Regions from separate parts of the Anas platyrhynchos genome. Here region 2 is linked to region 1. The links are chromatin contacts, called in public Hi-C maps. All regions are on one chromosome and are shown on one strand. The core of a region is the stretch at or near the end of the contact, and the rest is flanking DNA. Distances in the headings are between cores, read along the strand shown.

Evidence for each region. Hi-C and Micro-C count contacts between places; a contact is called where the count stands out from the background.
Region 2: a Hi-C map of subcutaneous adipose tissue shows a contact between it and region 1, with 5 times the contacts expected there. The contact joins the promoter of BOD1 here to the promoter of C14H5orf47 in region 1. A contact is called at or near these places in 6 of 8 Hi-C or Micro-C datasets (F1 follicle, F5 follicle, liver and 2 more).

Annotation. Positions count from the first base shown.
Region 1 is chr14:10,499,785-10,504,168 of IASCAAS_PekinDuck_T2T, forward strand. It overlaps C14H5orf47 (chromosome 14 C5orf47 homolog), which reads right to left and starts at 1,770. Exons shown (of 5, transcript XR_011803361.1): 1 at 1,270-1,770.
Region 2 is chr14:10,639,132-10,643,515 of IASCAAS_PekinDuck_T2T, forward strand. It overlaps BOD1 (biorientation of chromosomes in cell division 1), which reads left to right and starts at 1,969. Exons shown (of 3, transcript XM_027468524.3): 1 at 1,969-2,234; 2 at 2,977-3,101. The coding sequence starts at 2,001.

The sequences.
Region 1 (4,384 bases), core at 520-3,019:
CCACGCGCCTTGGCTGCCCTCTGCCCCCTTCTCCTGTCCATGGGGCTCTGCTGGGAAAGCAGGATCCTAGACTGGCCCACATCAGCCCACTTGTAGCCCCTGCCACAGCGGATGAGGGAACCGCAGCGGTGGGAGCCGAAGCTGTTGACATAAATGTGTGGCACAAGCGGCCTCCCCTGGCTGCAGCCAGGCTCCATCTTTGGCGGACAGGCCGGGAGGGCACTGAGGAGAGCCTGGGGAGGCGGGGGCTGAGGGAATGGGTGCCCAGCCGCTGCGCTGTGGGGTACATGGGCATGGTGTGGAGGCTCGGCAGAGCACCCCTCCTGTCACGCACACAGAAAAATGGTTTCTCACAAAATTCCAGCTGTCCAGGAAGCATTCCCCTGGTTTGATGAGCCTACTACGAGCTGGTTATAACTCACTCCTCAGATGAGATAGCAACCTATTCCACAGGAATGCCTTTGGCCACCATTATAGAATCACGGAGTGGTTTGGATTGGCAGAAACCTTAAGGATTATTTTGTCCAACCCTGCTGCCATGGGCAGGGTCACCTTCCATTAGATCAGGTTGCCCAGGGCCCCATCCAACCTGGCCCTGAACATGTCCAGGGATGGGGCATTCACAGCTTCTCTGGGCAACCCAGTCCACTGCCTCACCACCCTCAGAGTAGAGAATTTCTTTATGTCTAATCTCAATCTACCCTCTTTCAGTAAAGGTTTAGCACAAAGGACACAGCCTGAAGTCATATATTGATGTATTTGATGCAAATTATTGACAATCCAGGCTGAAGGCAGTCCATCTTTGGTGCAATTTCCAGAAGAAGAATAATTGGCACCCCTTTCATGTGGGCCCTTCTATGGTCCTGTGTTAATACCGTGAGTTTTCACACCAGTATATCCCAAACTAACAGCCTACCTGCCAGTGCATGGGTCACGGGTGGGTGGGTTTCCAGCCACCAGCATTTATGGAATCTTAATTAACTGTTGTCATTTTGTCCTTCTAGCAACAGCTGATGAGCATTGTGTGACACCACTACAGCAAGACGTTCCTTGTCAGGCTCTAACGAGATGAGTCCCACTGCAGCACCGTGGTTAGGACATATTGTCAGTGACAAGCAGGATTTCTCAAACAACAGCACACCTCTCATTGATTTTTGCTTTAGCATTGTAATACTGCTCTGTATTATTTCTCAGTGTTTCAGCACCCTTAGCTCTCAGGAGGGAAAGCATTACAAATTAAAGTCCGTGAGAAGACTTGTTCTGACTCACCAACAGGAGCACGTGAATGGCACCAGCAACTTGTCACCCTGGAATCTTCCCCAGCTTTCAGAGACCATAATGCTGAGAGCCCTCAAGGTCTCTGGAGCTGCTGTCCCCTTGTCCCCTTGGCAAGGCAGGGTGCTGTGCAGAAGGACCCCACGAGATGGCAGCCTTACCTACCAAACAAGAGCCTCCCGTGTCCCCGCAGGAACCTGAGATGTAGGCAGGGGAGCCAAGGGGAAGGAAAAACCCACAGCACTCTTCTGCGAAGTATCCCAGGATTTTCAGTTATTTTATACACTGTCGGAAAAAGGCATCTTGTGTATGCAGTTGAAAAAGAGGGAAATAACTTCCAGAAGCTCAGCCTGACAGTTTGCCAGGGTAATTTGTTATGTCCCAATGATAAAAGGACATCTACTGCAGGATCCAAAGCACATGGAATGAAAAGGAGGTTGTAGTTATATAATATAACCACCGAGACTGTGTGTGTTGTCCGTCCCCCCGCCCCCCGCCACACACACACACAGGAGAAAAAAAAAAAAAAAAAAAAAAAAAAAGAAAAAAAAAAAGAGAGAGAGAGAAAAAAAAATGAAAAAAATGAGAGAGAAAAAGAAGGCACCACAGCCTCATGTCTCACTCCTTCCTTTTCAAAGACCTGAGCTGACAGCTTGGCCTAGAGAGGTAGCCAGTGTGTTCAGCTTGGGGGAATGAAGCTCAGAGGGAAACAAACGAATAACTTCATTAAAAACTGATCCCAGCGTACAAAGTTTGTCACGTCCATTAATCACAAAGCCTTGGTTAAGAAAGTGCTTTTTTTGCTGAAATACACAGGTCTCAGTCCACAACCACCCAGAGAACATAAATCCACGCACATAAATCTAAACAGCACCCATTTTCAGTACCTGATTCTTCACACTTTACATGACCACTTGCTGCTGCATGATCCTGACCAGGAGTTCGCTTTGCCACCTGGCTGCTCCTGTCCTGTGGCCCTTTCAGGGCATCGGGGCTGCCACGTCAGTGGGTTTTCGCAGCACCTGTATTTATGGCATATTCTTCCACACAATTTGTGTTTTGTAATACAAATACACATCCCTTTTGTGACGCATTTTGTCTACGTTCCTCAATAGCACATTGCCAGGACTTTGATTCCAAAAGCAAATTCATCTCAGATCCCATGTAAAATCTGTTACTGCTAACAAAAAAAAAAAAAAAAAAAAAGTCTCTGAGAAATCTGCAGAACTGGACACTTCTTCACGCTCCTTTCCACATGTGAACTGACTACCAGCTACTTCTGTGTTTGTTACTTTGAACAAATCTCTCAGCTTTTCACCACATCTTCAACTGTCTAGTTAAAAATACACCCGACTGTAGCTTTCAGTCTGCACCTTGTCATAGTTTGTTTTGTATTCAGATGTCAGCTTCTCCAGCTCAGAACGTGCATTGTTTCCCGCATTCTCTTGTTTCAGTTTTACTTGGTCAAGTATGCATCATCTTCTGCTAACCTCAAATACCATTTTAAAATAACAAAGGTTTGGTGGTAGCATGCCTACAATTTATGCCAAGGAGGAAGGAAAGAGCCAACAGGCCACTGCTGCATGCGCATTTGGTGATTTATCTCATGTCACTCCCCAGCAAAAAGGAAACCCATTCTCGTTTGAGATTTGTTTCTCTGTGAGGATTGTTTGCTGTGGACTGCAAAGAATTACTCAACATAATACTGGCAAGGCAGATTGCTTATTAAATACTACATTATTGTTATCAAGTTCAAATTGTGAATCCATCTAAAATATGAATTTTAACACTCTTAACCAAGATTTTAATGTAGAAAGTATGCTAATTCTGAGAACAGCTACAGACAAACCTTGTTAATTATATCCTCACCAGTAGGACAAACAATTACGGTATCTGTCGTCCTCAAAGAAGACTTAATAAGAGTCGCTGGAGTGAGGTATTTTATTAGAAGGTGGTTACTTTAAAGAACACACTGGAGACCATTTATTAGTATAACTAGGAATCATTATGAAGACAAAACCCACCACTTCTGGTAGATCTAAGCAATGCATTATGCCTTCAGTTTTTGCTTACTTGTAACATTTCATAATTTACAATAGATCTCAGTTAATTATGTAAGCAACAACACAGTGCAGCAGAGGCATAAAATGGCCAGCTGCCATTTTAACACACCTGCATTTCATATTAATGAACCTGCATATCTCAGATTGCCTTACAAACCATGCATGTGGGAATCACTTCATCCGCACCACTCATAAGCAGAGGCATATTTTCCCATTTATCCATGCTGCACATAAAAATATTTAGCACATTATAAACCAAGTTTGTTACACAAAAGCCTGAGCACCCCCTTGAGAGATTTTCAAGTCACTGGGAAGAACCATGGACTTTATAACCAAAACCCAAGTCAATGAGCCTGAAACCCTCGGTTTGGAAGAACTTCATGTTAAGGTATTTAAATAAAGATTCCCAATCTGAAATATAAACTATAGAGTGACTCAAAAAAGGCAAAATGATCACTGCAGTAACGCCAGAGTACAACAGCCTTCTTACTGGAAAAAAACTCGTCCTGGGAATATCACAAAAGTCAGGTAAGGACTTCAGTTTCTCTGATTTTTCTTTTCCATGTCAATGTGCAAACTGCTTTTATTTAATGGTGACACCCTTTGTTTCCAAGTCGGTGATAAGAATACTTTACCTTGTCTCTTTCAAAAGTTAGGCTGCGGGGATTATAATACTGAATGTTACTATTGTAATTCTGGGAAATGTGTACTCAGACCTTCCATGAACAAGCAGATGGAGAAGGTCAGGCCTACCTGAGATAAAACTCCAGATTGTCTTCTCAAAGTGTGGAAGAATATGTAACCACCAATGCACCTGCCTGCGTAAGAGAGACAGTTCTGTGTAAGTACAGTATAAATAGCACTGAACATACTCGTTCCTCAGCAGCGGGTGCACTCTGTGATGGCACTGGGGCCTGAGCACAACTGTTCCAGTCCCCGAACATTCATTCCCTTCCCTAACTCCAGAGACAAAAGGATGCTGCCAGGAAAGGAACAGAGCAGGGCTTCTGTCTCCGGGGATTGCCAGTTCTGCAGAGAAAATTGAA
Region 2 (4,384 bases), core at 719-3,218, 140 kb after region 1:
CTGAAATAAACTTCCTCCCTCAGGCTTACAGCTTTGCTGTGAACACCCTACACACATATTCCGACCCAAGAACTGGGTCTTCAAAACCAGCAGAAAACAGGTAAGATTTCACCCTTCCCGAGTCTCCTACTGACCTGAACTGTGCACACCGCCTGGATCTTTCCTTGAGGGCAGGGATACAGGAGAGGAAAAGTTCACAGACCTGACAAATTTTGCGCTAGGTTTGACGCACGGCCAGGTCCAGAATTCTCCCCCCCTGGGGGCTGGCCTGCTTTATCTCACACACTGGGATTTAACAGGCTATGATGATGAGCAAAAATACCCTACAGATGAGGTGAAATGCTGGGCTTTTCTTTGCTACAGATCCCCAAACACTGCTTAAGCGAGGTCACACAGCCAGCCAACCTGTAAAAAACACGACGAATCCTCAAAATATGACGAAACCTACCTACCAGGTTTCCCCTTTCTGCACACCCCAAGCCCCCCCTGTCCGTGCTGTGCTGAAGAAGGAAGCGCTGCCGGGCAAGTGCCACGGCTGGGACGGGTGACAGGTGACAGTGTCTTAGAGTCATTTGTTAATTGGGAGGGTCATCGGCTTGCGGGAGCCCCCAAGGCATGAACCCCGGGCTGGATGTCTCCCGGCGATGGGTGCGGGCATGGGGAGGCAGCCTCGGGCTGCTGCTGCTGCCTAGCCCCGGCTGGGTGCGGAGGGGACAGGAGGGGACAGGAGGGGACAGAGGAGGGGACGGGACGGGGCAGGGGACGAGCTGGGGCTGAGCAAAGGACGGGACGGGGCAGAGGAGGGGACGGGGTGCCCTCTGCCGGGGCAGCCGCCTGCAGCCGCGCCCGAGAAGCAACGTGTGGGACTGAGGAGGCTGACAGCAGATCCTGGTCTCAAAATTAATGAATAAATAATTTAAAAAAAAAAAAAAAAAAAAAAAAAGTGTGCTGGTGGAAGAAGCCTCTGGAGTGTTACACGGAGACCCCGAGCCCTCCATTTGCTCCTTGCCTGGGCAGAGTTAAACTAAAGAGAAATCTGGGACAGCGCCCGTGCCTCTTCACGGGACACAGCATTTGCACAGGATGCTTTTGTCAGAGCATAGCTCAGGCTCTGTAAAACACCACCAGGTTTTTTCCTCTCTTCTCTCCTCAGAGGTGCCAGATGGAAGGGGACAGCTTATGCTGCTTGTCAGGGCTCCTGAATTTTAATCAGGCAGAGGAGGACAGCGCACAGAGTGCTGCCTTCATACTTGTTCAGCAGGGTACAGAGGGCACCCATGCGGGGTGTGTTTGCATTACTGCTCTCGTGCAGGGTCTCCCTGCGGCTGCCACCTCCTGCTGCATTAAATCCTTCCCTGCACCATGACTGGGAAAGGAACAAAACCGATGCGTGGGGTTTGTACCCAGATATCGCACAGTCAGAGCAGTGTCTAAGAGCGCGTCTGAGGCCACACAAGAGGAAAAGCGCCTGGAACATGGGTTGGTTGGCCCTAAGAGGACTGGGTTTGGGGCCGCCCTTCCTTTTGTTGGTGATGCAATGAACACAATCCCAGGAAAACCATTTTTAATGGGTTCACACCAGTGCCTTCCTCACAACCCCACTGAAAACCCCTCCCAAATCATGAAGGAGTGGACACCCCCGGGGGTCTCAGGGCATGGACAGGACGGGACCGCTACTCCCCACGTCTACATTTGGGGGGGGGGGCACAGCACCGCCCCGGGGCTGCCACAGCCCCCCGAGGGCCTGGCAGGGCCCACCTCAGCGCCCCCCCCAGCGAACTACAACTCCCAAGCTGCACCGCGACAGCCCCGCTCCCCTCCCCTGTCCCTCCGCGATGCACCCTGGGAGTCGTAGTTCCCCTGAACTTACAGGCCTCGCCGCCTATAAGGGCGCCTCAAGGGGAAGGACTCGCCTCCCCGAGATGCAACGCGCCGGGGCGACGCAAAACGCCGCGCGCCGCCGGCGCCGGCCTGAGGCGAGCGGGTGGCGGCCGCCGGCCATGTCGGAGAGCGGCGGCGGCGGCGGGGCCGCGCCGGGCGGGGCGGGCGGAGGGGCGGCGGGAGGGGGGGGGGCAGCGGGAGGCTCGGCCTCCGCCTCAGGGCCCGGAGCCACCGACCCGGCCTCGCTGCCGCCCGGGGACGCGCAGCTCATCGCCATCATCGTGGAGCAGCTGAAGAGCCGCGGCCTCTTCGATGGCTTCCGCAGGGACTGCCTGGCCGACGTGGATACCAAGGTGCGAGGGGGCCTCTCCCCGGGCCTTTGGCTCGGTCTCGAGTTCCTCAGGGGCCGGTTTCAGCGCCAGGCCCGTGCTCAGCCCGCAGCCGGCTCCTGAAGCTGCCCCGGGGGGGCTGCCCAGGCGGAGGGACCCGGCCCTCGGTGTGGCTGCCCCTCTGTTACCGACCCTTTCGTGCATCACCCCGCATTCACACCACATTTGATCTCAAAGTGCTGCCACACACTCCTTGCACAGGACCGTAACCTCAGTGGCCATATGTTCTTGTACGTTTTTTTATTTCCAGTAAACGGGAATTAATCTAAGTTTCCACCTACAAAACCCTTCCAATTTTTAGCTTTGATGTTGGTGTCACAGAAGCAAATCACTTTGGTGATAGCAACACTCGCTAATTACTGGGTTTCCTAGGAATTCCGTGATAGACGGTTTCCAGACAAGAACAATCCTGTATGAACAACTCCTGTCTATGCAGATGGTTTGTATTTCACTAAGTAAAGTTAGGAGCAGACAACAATTTTTAAGCAAATCAGTTATTTCTGTTATTGTAACAGCATGCTGACAGGCTGCTCGGTGCAGTTACCAGTTGTGTTGTTAAGTAAAACAAGCTTACCTTTGTTCAGAAAGTCTGAATACAGACAACGAAACAGGAATGTACACAACAAAAGAAGTACTATGCAGGGTTCTGGCAGCGGGTTGGGGATCTTTTAGCACTTTAACTGGATTTTCTTTTGTTGTTGTTTAGCCAGCCTATCAAAACTTGAGGCAGAAGGTGGACAACTTTGTATCGACCCACCTGGACAAACAGGAATGGAATCCAACAATGAACAAAAACCAGTTACGAAATGGGCTCAGACAGAGTGTGATTCAGTAAGTAAGCACCGGTCTGCAAACCAGTGGTAACGTGATTTGATAAGTAACGTATAACCATCTCGCTACCTGAGTCAAATAAGAATTTGCAGCATTAAGTTTCTCACAGCACCTTCTGTTGCGGTCTCTTGAGTTTTACTGTAGTAGTGGATGCAGTCTTAACTCTCATGGAAAGGCTTATGTTGCTGCTTTACCTGCAATTTGTAGTTTTCATGAGTTGAGGAGCATGGTGAGGTACTCACATTTGCTAGCTAGCCAAGTTATTGCTGCAAAAACCCAGTACTGCCCACTTAGCAAAACTGTACCTGATATGCTGAGTTGAATAACCTTGATCTTCCTTTTCTGAAAGGAGGAGAGCCCGTGGCACTTAAAGAAAAACCTAAAGATTCCAAAGCTTGTTTAAGTAGGCTCCAACCACTAGCAGGCAGTAATGAAACGCGGCTAGCCCGATTTCACGCAGCAGAGCGTAGCTTTTTAACAGCTATTTAAGATGTACTTCCAGCACAGCAGGAAAGCCAGATTACCTTCACTGCTTAGAGATCTAGGTTTAGCACCTCCTGCTGCTAACTCATCATTGCCTGAAGTAGGAGCCTTAACTGGTTTGACTAAAAGTCACTGATATAAGCAGTGTTGTGGGGAGGGGGCAGTAGTGAACTTGAGAATGGCATTTATTCTTCCAAGAAGAGTTACTAGAATGTCTTGCACGCAGAAGCAGTATTTCACTTGATGGAAACTGCAGATCATTAGTACCTAATGCTAGTTTCAGTTTTTAATCTGTAATTACAGAAGAGGGTATCCACTGAAAGTACAGAACTTTATACCTTTACTTAAAGTCCTTGAGACATGCCTATCACTTCACACATCCTCTTATTTCATGATAATCAGCCACGAGGGAAATGGCAATAGAAGAATATTACACCAAAGAACCCGTAGTTAGCAGAACATACAGTGCTCGCTTTAGCTAGGCTACTAGTATAAAAAAATAAAAGGGAGTTTGGAGAGTCCCTGTCACTCCTGTGGGTGCAAGACCGAGCACAGAAGGCTGTCAAGGCATGTCTGGGTAGCTGTCCTTTGCTGGATGCAGATACACACGTGCTGTTAGTGGGAGGTGATGTGATGTGTGGTGACCCTGCACCCAGTCACCCACCAGCATCCGCAGCCTTGTTAAGTCTTGTGGCTGCTTTTCCAAGCAGCGGGCACTGTCGGCGTTTCCTGTCCCTCACAGACATGACTTAAGCCCAGACTGCCTGTGCCCCACAATCCAAGAGTCTGACGCGGCCCTC